2 separate regions of the Nomascus leucogenys genome follow, and region 1 is linked to region 2. The links are chromatin contacts, called in public Hi-C maps. All regions are on one chromosome and are shown on one strand. Each heading gives the region's core, a stretch centred on a gene start, on an enhancer-like site or on the middle of the called end of the contact. The rest is flanking DNA. Distances are from core to core; before and after follow the strand shown. Region 1 has its middle 17 kb from the start of PIM1. Region 2 has its middle 44 kb from the start of FGD2.

Evidence for each region. Hi-C and Micro-C count contacts between places; a contact is called where the count stands out from the background.
Region 1: a Hi-C map of a lymphoblastoid cell line shows a contact between it and region 2, with 3 times the contacts expected there. The contact joins two enhancer-like sites. A contact is called at or near these places in 2 of 4 Hi-C or Micro-C datasets (a lymphoblastoid cell line and an unstated tissue).

What each region holds. Positions count from the first base shown.
Region 1 is chr17:790,321-794,754 of Asia_NLE_v1, reverse strand. No RefSeq gene overlaps it. Among named protein-coding and RNA genes, the nearest start is that of PIM1, 17 kb to the left of the region's middle. Within about 2 kb of position 1,659, the one cell type or tissue checked has an H3K27ac peak away from gene starts, as active enhancers do. A contact at or near this core is called in a lymphoblastoid cell line, where this site is marked.
Region 2 is chr17:692,087-696,566 of Asia_NLE_v1, reverse strand. No RefSeq gene overlaps it. Among named protein-coding and RNA genes, the nearest start is that of FGD2, 44 kb to the right of the region's middle. Within about 2 kb of position 1,751, the one cell type or tissue checked has an H3K27ac peak away from gene starts, as active enhancers do. A contact at or near this core is called in a lymphoblastoid cell line, where this site is marked.

The DNA of each region.
Region 1 (4,434 bases), core at 410-2,909, 98 kb before region 2:
GCAAACCACCTTGACTGCCCTAATCTCTATTTTACAGATGACCAAAACCAAATCTCAGAGACAGGAAGTAATTTGCCAAAGTTCTCATAGCATTTGCAGAACAAGGATAGTGAACTCAGACTTTATTGCTACCCTAGGCTCTTATAGAGATATAATTAGTAATGAAAGGTAGTATTTGCCAAGTGGCAAATTAATGGCATAGGCAATGCATATTTTTTGCTGTAATATGTTTACAAGTTTAAGGTCTAAATGCTAACTAGAACTTTTCCTGGGGAATTTTCAGGTGCAAAGGGACTTTCCCAGTTGTCTCCTCAACTGCTTTAGCATGAAAACAGAAAATGGTCTCGTCTCCGTGCACCTGTGCCACCTCAATCATACACATCACACGTGCTCTTGATATGTCTAGCTCAGTAGTTCTGAAAGTGTGTGGTCTTCGGACCAGCAGCACCTGGAAACTTGTCAGAAATGCAAATTATTGGGCCCACTGCCTGCCCACTGAACCAGAAACTCTGGGGGTGGAGCCCAGCGATCTGTGTTTTAATAAGCACTCCAGGCGACTCCGGTGTACCTTGGGGTTTCAGAACCCATGGTCTGTCTCATGGCTCTCCAGAGAGTTTGTGAACTCCTTGAAGGCAGAGCCTGTGTCCTTGGAGTTTTTGTTTCCCTAGCATCAAGCCTTGAACACAGTGGATATATTAATACATATTTCTAAAACTGAACCACAGGAGTGAATATGGCTCGGCAGATAACCAACATCCCATTATCCAACTCTTTTCATATGATGATTAATACTTTTAGGTTTTCTTTATGTAATGGATTGAATTGCGTCCCCCAAAATTCATGTAGAAGTCCTAACTCCCTAGTACCTCAGAATATAACTGTATTTGGAGATAGGGCCTTTAAGAAGTAATTAGGGTAAAATGAGGTCATATGTGTAGACCCTAATGCAATATGACTGGTATCCTTATAAGAAGAGGAGATGAGGCTGGGTGTGGTGGATTATGCCTGTAATCCCAGCACTTTGGGAGGCCAAGGCGGGCGGCTCACGGGAGGACAGGGGTTCAAGACCAGCCTGGCCAACATGGTAAAAGCCCATCTTTACTAAAAATACAAAAAAATTAGCTGGATGCGGTGGCGGGCGCCTATAATCCCAGCTACTTGGGAGGCTGAGGCAGGAGAATTGCTTGAACCCGGGAGGCAGAGGTTGCAGTGAGCCGAGATCACACCATTGCACTCCAGCCTGGGCGACAGAGCAAGACTCTGTCTCAAAAAAAAAAAAAAAGAAAAAAGAAAAGAAAATCCAGGGAGGACAAGGCATGAGGATTGCTTGAGGCCAGGAGGTCAAGACCATCCCGGGGAATATAGTAAGACCCTGGTCTCTACCAAAAAATAGATATTTTTTAAATTAACCAGGCATGGTGGTATGCACCTGTAGTCCCAGCTACTCAGGAGGCTGAAGAGGGAGGATTGCTTCAGCCTAGGAGTTCCAGGCTGTAGTGAGTCATGATTGTATCACCGCACTCCAGCCTGGGCTAGAGTAAGACCCTGTCTCAAACAATAACAAAGAGGAAAAAAAAAAGAAAATACAGGGAGGAGAAGACAGCCATCTGCAGTCAAATGCTCTACCCCTGAGAAGACAGCTGTCTACAAGCCCAGGAGAGAGGCTTCAAAAGAAACTGACCCTACAGACATCAGGACCTTGGACTTCTAATCTCCAGAATTGTATCAAAATTTAATTTCTGTTGTTTAAGGCATCCAGATTGTGTAGCCCTTTGTTACGACAGCTCTAGCAGACTAATACACTTTATGAAAATTTTACACCAGGCACAGTGGCTCACACCTGTAATCCCAGCACTTTGGGAGGCCAAGACAGGGAGATCACTGGAGCCCAGGAGTTCAAGGCCAGCCTGGGCAACATGGTAAAACCCTGTCTCTACAAAAAAATACAAACATTAGCCAGGCTGGTGGCACATACCTATAGTCCTAGCTACTCTGGAAGCTGAGGAGAGAGGATCACTTGAGCCCAGGAGGTGGAATTTGCAGTGAGCTGAGATTGTGCCACTGTACTCCAGCATGGACAACAGAGCAAGATTCTCTGTTTTTCACTTTTTTTTTTTTTTTTTTTTTGAGACAGATTCTCAGTCTGTCGCCCAAGCTGGGGTGCAATGGCATGCGATCACAGCTCACTGCAGCCTCCAGCTCCCCAGGCTCAAGTGATCCTCCTGCCTCAGCCTTCCGAGTAGCAGGGGCTCCAGGCATGTGCCACCATGCCTGGCTAATTTTTGTGTTTTTTGTAGAGATGGGGATTTACCATGTTTCCCAGGCTGATCTCAAACTCCTGAGTTCAAGTGATCTCCTGCCTCGGCCTCCCAAAGTGCTGGGGTTACAGGCATGAGTCACTGTGCCTGGCTAAGACTGTCAAAAAAAAAAAAGAAAGAAAGAAAGTGAGAGATGGAGAAAAAAGAAAGAAAGAGAGAGAAAGAAAGAAAGAGAAAAAAAAAGAAAGGAAAAGAAAAGAAAGGAAGGAAGGAAAGAGAAGGAAGGAAGGAAAGAGAAGGAAGGAAGAAAAGGAAGGAAGGAAGGAAGGAAGGAAAGGAAAGGAAGGAAGGAGCGAGCCAGGCGCGGTGGCTCACACCTGTAATCCCAGCACTTTCGGAGGCTAAGGCAGATGGATCATGAGGCCAGGAGTTCGAGACCAGCCTGGTCAACATGGTGAAACCCCATCTCTACTAAAAATAAAAAAAATTAGCTGGATGTGGTGGCGGGCACCTGTAATCCCAGCTACTTGGGAAGCTGAAGCAGGAGAATCACTTGAACCTGGGAGGCGGAGGTTGGAGTGAGCCGAGATCACGCCATTGCACTCCAGCCTGGGCAACAAGAGCAAAACTCCATCTCAAGAAAAAAAGATTTTACAAAAAAACTGACTCTGAAATCCAAGAACTCCCATCCAAGCCCAGCCTATGACAAGAAAATCTTATTTTTGGGTGAGTCTTAATAGTCTTTAGATATTAGCTATTAAAGTGTTCAAGAAATTACTCTCTTTTGTTTTTTTTGAGACAGAGTTTCGCTCTTGTTGCCCAGGCTGGAGTGCAATGGTGCAATTTTAGTTCACTACAACCTCCGCCTCCCGGGTTCAAGTGATTCTCCTGCCTCAGCCTCCCGAGTAGCTGGGATCACAGGCGCCTGCCACGACGCCCAGCTCATTTTTTGTATTTTTAGTAGAGACAGGGTTTCATCATGTTGGCCGGGCTGATCTCAAACTTTTGACCTTGGGTGATCCACTCGCCTCGGCCTCCCAAAGTGCTGGGATTACAGGCATGTGCCACTGCACTGGGCCAGAAATTACTCTTTCATGCTCAACATGAGTACAGGTTTTGGAGTCAGACAGAGGTAGGTTTCAATCCTGACTTGGCCACTTAGGAGTTGTGTAATTTTAAATTCTAAAGACTCAGTTTCCCCATCTGTAATTTGAGGCTAATAATAGCTCTCTCCTAGATATAGCTCAATAATTGGCAATTATGGCAATTATATCATAGGCACTCAGTATGGGGTGATTTAAAAACGATAATTAAATTATTTATATTGGTCCTCTCTGGGAGATGGGATTACTGTGAAATTTTACTGTAATATTTGAATCGATTCAACACACATATAGTACTATGGTGACTTTTTAAAAGACCATACAAAATGGCAATATTTTTCAAGGCAAAAAAAATTGAAGACTCAAGGATAATATAAATCAGAATAAGAATGTCAGAGGCTGGCCAGGCGTGGTGGCTCATGCCTGTAATCCCTGCACTTTGGGAGGCTGAGGCAGGTGAATCACCTGAGGTCAGGAGTTCAAGACCAGCCTGGGCAACACAGTGAAACCCCGTCTCTACTAAAAATACAAAAAATTAGCTGTCCCGTGGTGGCGCGTGCCTGTAATCCCAGCTACTCAGGAGACTGAGGCAGAAGGATCACTTGAACCTGGGAGGCTGAGGTTGCAGTGAGCCGAGATTGCACCCCTGCACTCTAGCCTGGGCAACAAGAGCAAAACTCGTCTCGAAAAAAAAGAAAGAATGTCAGGGGCCAAGCCCAGTGGCTCATGCCTGTAATCCCAAAACTCTGGGAGGCCAAAACAGGCAGATCACTTGAGGCCAGGAGTTCGAGACCAGCCTGGCCAACATGGCGAAACCCTGTCTCCACAAAAAATACAAAAATTAGCCAGGCATGGTGGCACACACCTATAGTCTTGGCTACTCAGGAGGCTGAGGTGGGAGGATTGCTTGAGCCTTGGAGGTTGAGGCTGCGGTGACCCAAGATTGCACCACTGCACTCCAGCCTGGGCGACAGAGCAAGACCCTATCTCAAAACAAAAAGAGAATGTCAGAAATGTAATAGAAAGATATAACACTGGTCAGGAGCAGTGGCTCATGCTTCTAATCCCAGTAC
Region 2 (4,480 bases), core at 502-3,001:
CGCCAAGTTCCTCTTACCGAGGAAGGGGAAGTGGCGGAGTTTCTCCTTAGGCCTTTCAGTTTCTTTCTAAGAAGGTGGGTGTTCCAACCCCAGGGCCCTCAGCAGAGCCAAGTGTTAAAGGAAGAGAGGTTGACCTTTGAGGGCTTCCTCACCCCAGTTCCAACCGAAGCTCCTTTGTTGGGGCCCACAGTGGACATTCCGAAAGAGGAAATGAGACACGTGCATTCCACAGGCCCCTTCCCATGCCCCCTCCTTTCTCCCTCCTCCAGGGACACACTCCTTGATACCCCCCCACCCCACCAACACACACACTTAGGAAGTATGGCCTGCTACCCTCGGGGGCATCCCAGGTAGAAAACTTGCTTCTTCCACCTTCAAAGCTGAACTCTTCTGAGTCCAGCTTCCTCAGGACCCTGCTGAGTGACTAAAAATCTAACCCAGGGCTGGCCGTGGTGGTTCGTGTCTATAGTCCCAGCACTTTGTGAAGCCAAGGCAGGAGGATCACTTGAGCCCAGGAGTTCAAGACCAGCCTGGACAACACAGTGAGACCTTGTCTCTTAAAAAAATTTTTTTTTTTAAATTAGCTGGGCGTGGTGGTGTGAGCCTATAGTCCCAGCTACTAGGGTGTGGTGGGAGAATTGCTAGAGCCCGGCAAGTCGACGCTGCAGTGAGCTGTGATCACACCACTGCACTCCAGCCTGGGCAACAGAGCAAGACTCTGTCTCAAACAAAACAAAACAAAAAAACAACTAACCCAAACAAAGAGCTGACAGATGACACTGGCTTAATGCAGATTCCAGTCCAGGGGGTATGCCCATATTAGAGGCCCACAGCTTTCTGAGGGGCAACAAACCATGGGCACCCAGAGAATTCCGAGCTCACCCGCTTCAGAAGACCCACTGGCTTGATGGCCAAGTGCATGTCCTGACATTCTTACAACAATAGCCACCATTGATTGCAAGTGCTTATTGTGCACCAAGTACTGGGCCAAGCATTTTACATTAATTTCCTCCTGTAATCCCCACAGTGATGCAATCATGATCCTACAGCTCGGCTCACATAGCCCATGAGCCCACTCTTCCTCGTAGGCCTCTTCTCAGAAAGGTGGGGAAGGACGAGTATCAGACCTTGACAGGAGTTGGCTGGGAAGGTCTGGTCTCCAATTTCCCACGATTGTCAAAGCCAGCTGTGCCTCTCCCAGAGGTGAAGAGCCAGCCATCTAGTAGTGGCCATCTTGGCTGCACTAATGTGGCCATGGCTGGGGCCTTCCCCGAGTCGTTGGGAACTCTTGGTGCCTTCTTTATTTTCCTCCCAGAGATGTTGTTTTAAGGTTTTTGCTCTGCTGAAGCATGTGTTATGGGGACAGCGAGGGGGTTCCCCTAAACCGTGATGCTGTTCTGTTCAAAAACATTTGCCTGGAGGTCCACAGCTGTGTGACTCATGCTGTTGGGTGGCAGGAAAACTCACAGCTGCAGCGGGGAGGGGCCTGGCCCAAACGAAATGGGATACTTACAGGGTGGCCAGGTTTAGTACATAAAAATGCCGGATGCCCAGTTACATTTGAATTTCAGATAAACAGCAACATTTAGGACACCTTCATGCTAAACAACTTATTTATTATTTATCTAAAATTCAATTGTAACTGGGCATCCTGCATTTTATCTGATAATCCTAGATACCCAGCACCTGGGACAAAGCTCCAGCCTTCCCCCTGGCTTCAGCAGGGTGTTGCCGAGAGAAGACAACAAAACCTGGGAGAAGTCCACTGACCTGGGATGAAGACAAACCTGAGGGTCTCAGTGGTCTGAGGAGGGTGGATACACTTTGCTTCCAGGGTTCCCCTTGAGCAACTGCAAAATCTCAACCTCAGCCCAGGGCAGAGTTCCACATTCAAATTCCACAAAATGCAAGGATGCACCTGAAGGTCACCCTTCATTCTCGGGGCCTCCGTTTTCTTATCTCTGTAATGGGAAGGACTTTTGGATTCTATGATGGCAAGGGACCCTCTTAGCCCTTAGCTTTTCTTGCATAGTGGAAAATCTGCTGGAAGCAAGTGAAGGTATGAGTGAGCTAGCCAAGGAGCAAGTGTAGAGAGGAGGAGGAGGCCATCTTGGCTTGGAAATGGGCCGCCCCTCTTGCCCTACAGCACTGCACAGAGACCGGGCCATTGTACCTGGATGTTGGATGGTTTGGAGGGCTCCCCTGGGTCAGGCACACCAGTGCATGCCTGGACTTCCTTAGAAGGGACCCTGGGCATGGCCCACAGCTGGGTCCATAACTGAGGTGCCCCAGCCATGAGCAGTGGCAAAGGCCCATGGCAACACCTGAGCCACAGCAGGGAGGGGACCATCATTAGCATCAAAAGTAGAGAAGTAAACTGTTAAGAGTGAAATTATTAAACGACTACAAAATGTTAACTAGACACTTGCAACTTAACTCCTATGGTTTATGTAAATTATATGTGATGCATGTGGGTGCATTTGAATATATTTGACACGCGGAAGCATGTGGCCTCAAGAATAAGAATGCCTGGGCCTCTAGTGCCCTTGGAAGACAGGCTGGGGATATGGAGACAGTGAATTTCCTGCAGGCCAGAAACAACATCCCTGGGTCTAGTAGCAGCAGGGTGGTGGTGAGGGGGTGAGCTAGAACCTCTGGGGATAGAGATGGGGTCCGGTCTGGGAGGCAGGAAGACCCCTGTGATAGGAGTGTCAGACAGACGAAAGCAGGTCCCAAAGGTCCCGGCAGAGGTGACTGATGAGACAGGACAGGGCCTCAGAGCCAGGCTGCAGTTCTGCACAGGGACCTGGGGCCCCACCAGGAGCTGAGATCCGGGCTCTCCAGGCTTGTGGGATGGTGGAATTCCTTCTGGACCTCTGCCTGCTGGGAAGGCCGGGGTGCAAACCTGCAGCCTGCAGTGGAGGTGCCTGGGGGCTGGAGGTGCCCAAAGTCCGCATAATTGCCATTAGCTCTATACCTCAGAGGCACCACCAGAAAATGTCTTTGTTTTGGACAATGGACATTTTCTCAGTCTTATATGAAGTATACATTAAAAAGTGTCTTCAGGGCCAGGCATGGTGACTCACACCTGTAATCCTAGCACTTTGGGAGGCCAAGGCGGGTGGATTGCCTGAGCTCAGGAGTTCGAGACCAGCCTGGGCAACAGGGTGAAACCTTGTCTCTACTAAAATACAAAAAATTAGCTGGGCGTGGAAGCAAAGTGAGTCCCAGCTACTCAGGAGGCTGAGGCAGGAGAATTGCTTGAACCTGGGAGATGGAGGTTGCAGTGAGCCGAGATCGCGCCACTGCACTCCACCCTGGGCAACAGAGCGAGACTCCGTCTCAAAAAAAAAATGTCTTCAGTAAACATGATGTGTTCATAACAAAGTATCATAGACTGGGTGGTTTAAACACAGAAGTTTATTTTCTCACAGTTCCGAAAACTGGAAGTCCAGGAGCACAGTGTCATCAGGGCTGGTTTCGGAAGCGTCTCTTTTTGTCTGGGAGCCGTCTTCTTTCTCTTCACGTGGTCTTTCCTCTGCACATGTCTCTCTTCATTTCCTCTTGGGATTGGATCAGGGCCCATCCTCATGACCTTATTTTACTGGAATTACCTCTTTAAAGATCCCGTCTTTAAATGCAATCACATTCTGAGGTACTTGGGGTTAGGACTTCAACATAGGAGTTTTGGGGGCATGGAATTAAACTTGTAACACTTATGATTTTTTTGTTTTGAGAAGGGGTCTTGCTCTGTTGTCCAGGCTGGAGTGCAGTGGCACCATCATAGCTCACTGCAGCCTCAAACTCCTGGGCCCAAACCATCCTCCCACCTCAGCCTCCGGAGTAGTTGAGAGTACAGGCACAAGCCACCACACCTGGCTAGCTTAAAAAGAATGTTTTAGAGAGGGGGTCTCACTGTATTGCCCAGGCTGATCTCGAATTCCTAACCTCAAGTAATCCTCCTGCCCTCAAGTGATCCTCCTGCCTCAGCCTTCCAAAGTGCTGAGACTACAGGTGTAAGCCACTGCACCCAGCTGGCCCCAGCCCACTTTTTAAGCTATGATATAAGTACAAACAGTGGGCTGGCTTTGGAAGTGCAGATTGGATACTGGTCCCAAGATCATGCTATGGAAATTCTGGCGCCTCCCATGCCTACTAGTTTTGATTAGAGGTAGTTTAGGGACACAGCCTGCACTCAGGATGTCCCCTCTGGACATGGCCACCACTGGCCAGCTGGACTGGGAGGGGGTCAGTGTTGTCACCAACATGATAGGACTTCTTAGAACAGGCCCGGCAGCTCTCTCTAACCAACGATGTATGTCTGGTAATCTTTCACTTTGAAAACTCTGTTCTCTTTAAAAACAAAGTTTCAAATTCTCTATCTAGAGCTGCTATTTATAGAATCATCTAGGAATCCTTCACCAAAAAAAAAGAGACAAATTTGTGGCATTTGTGTTTTTACAAAGTAGCACATTTATTG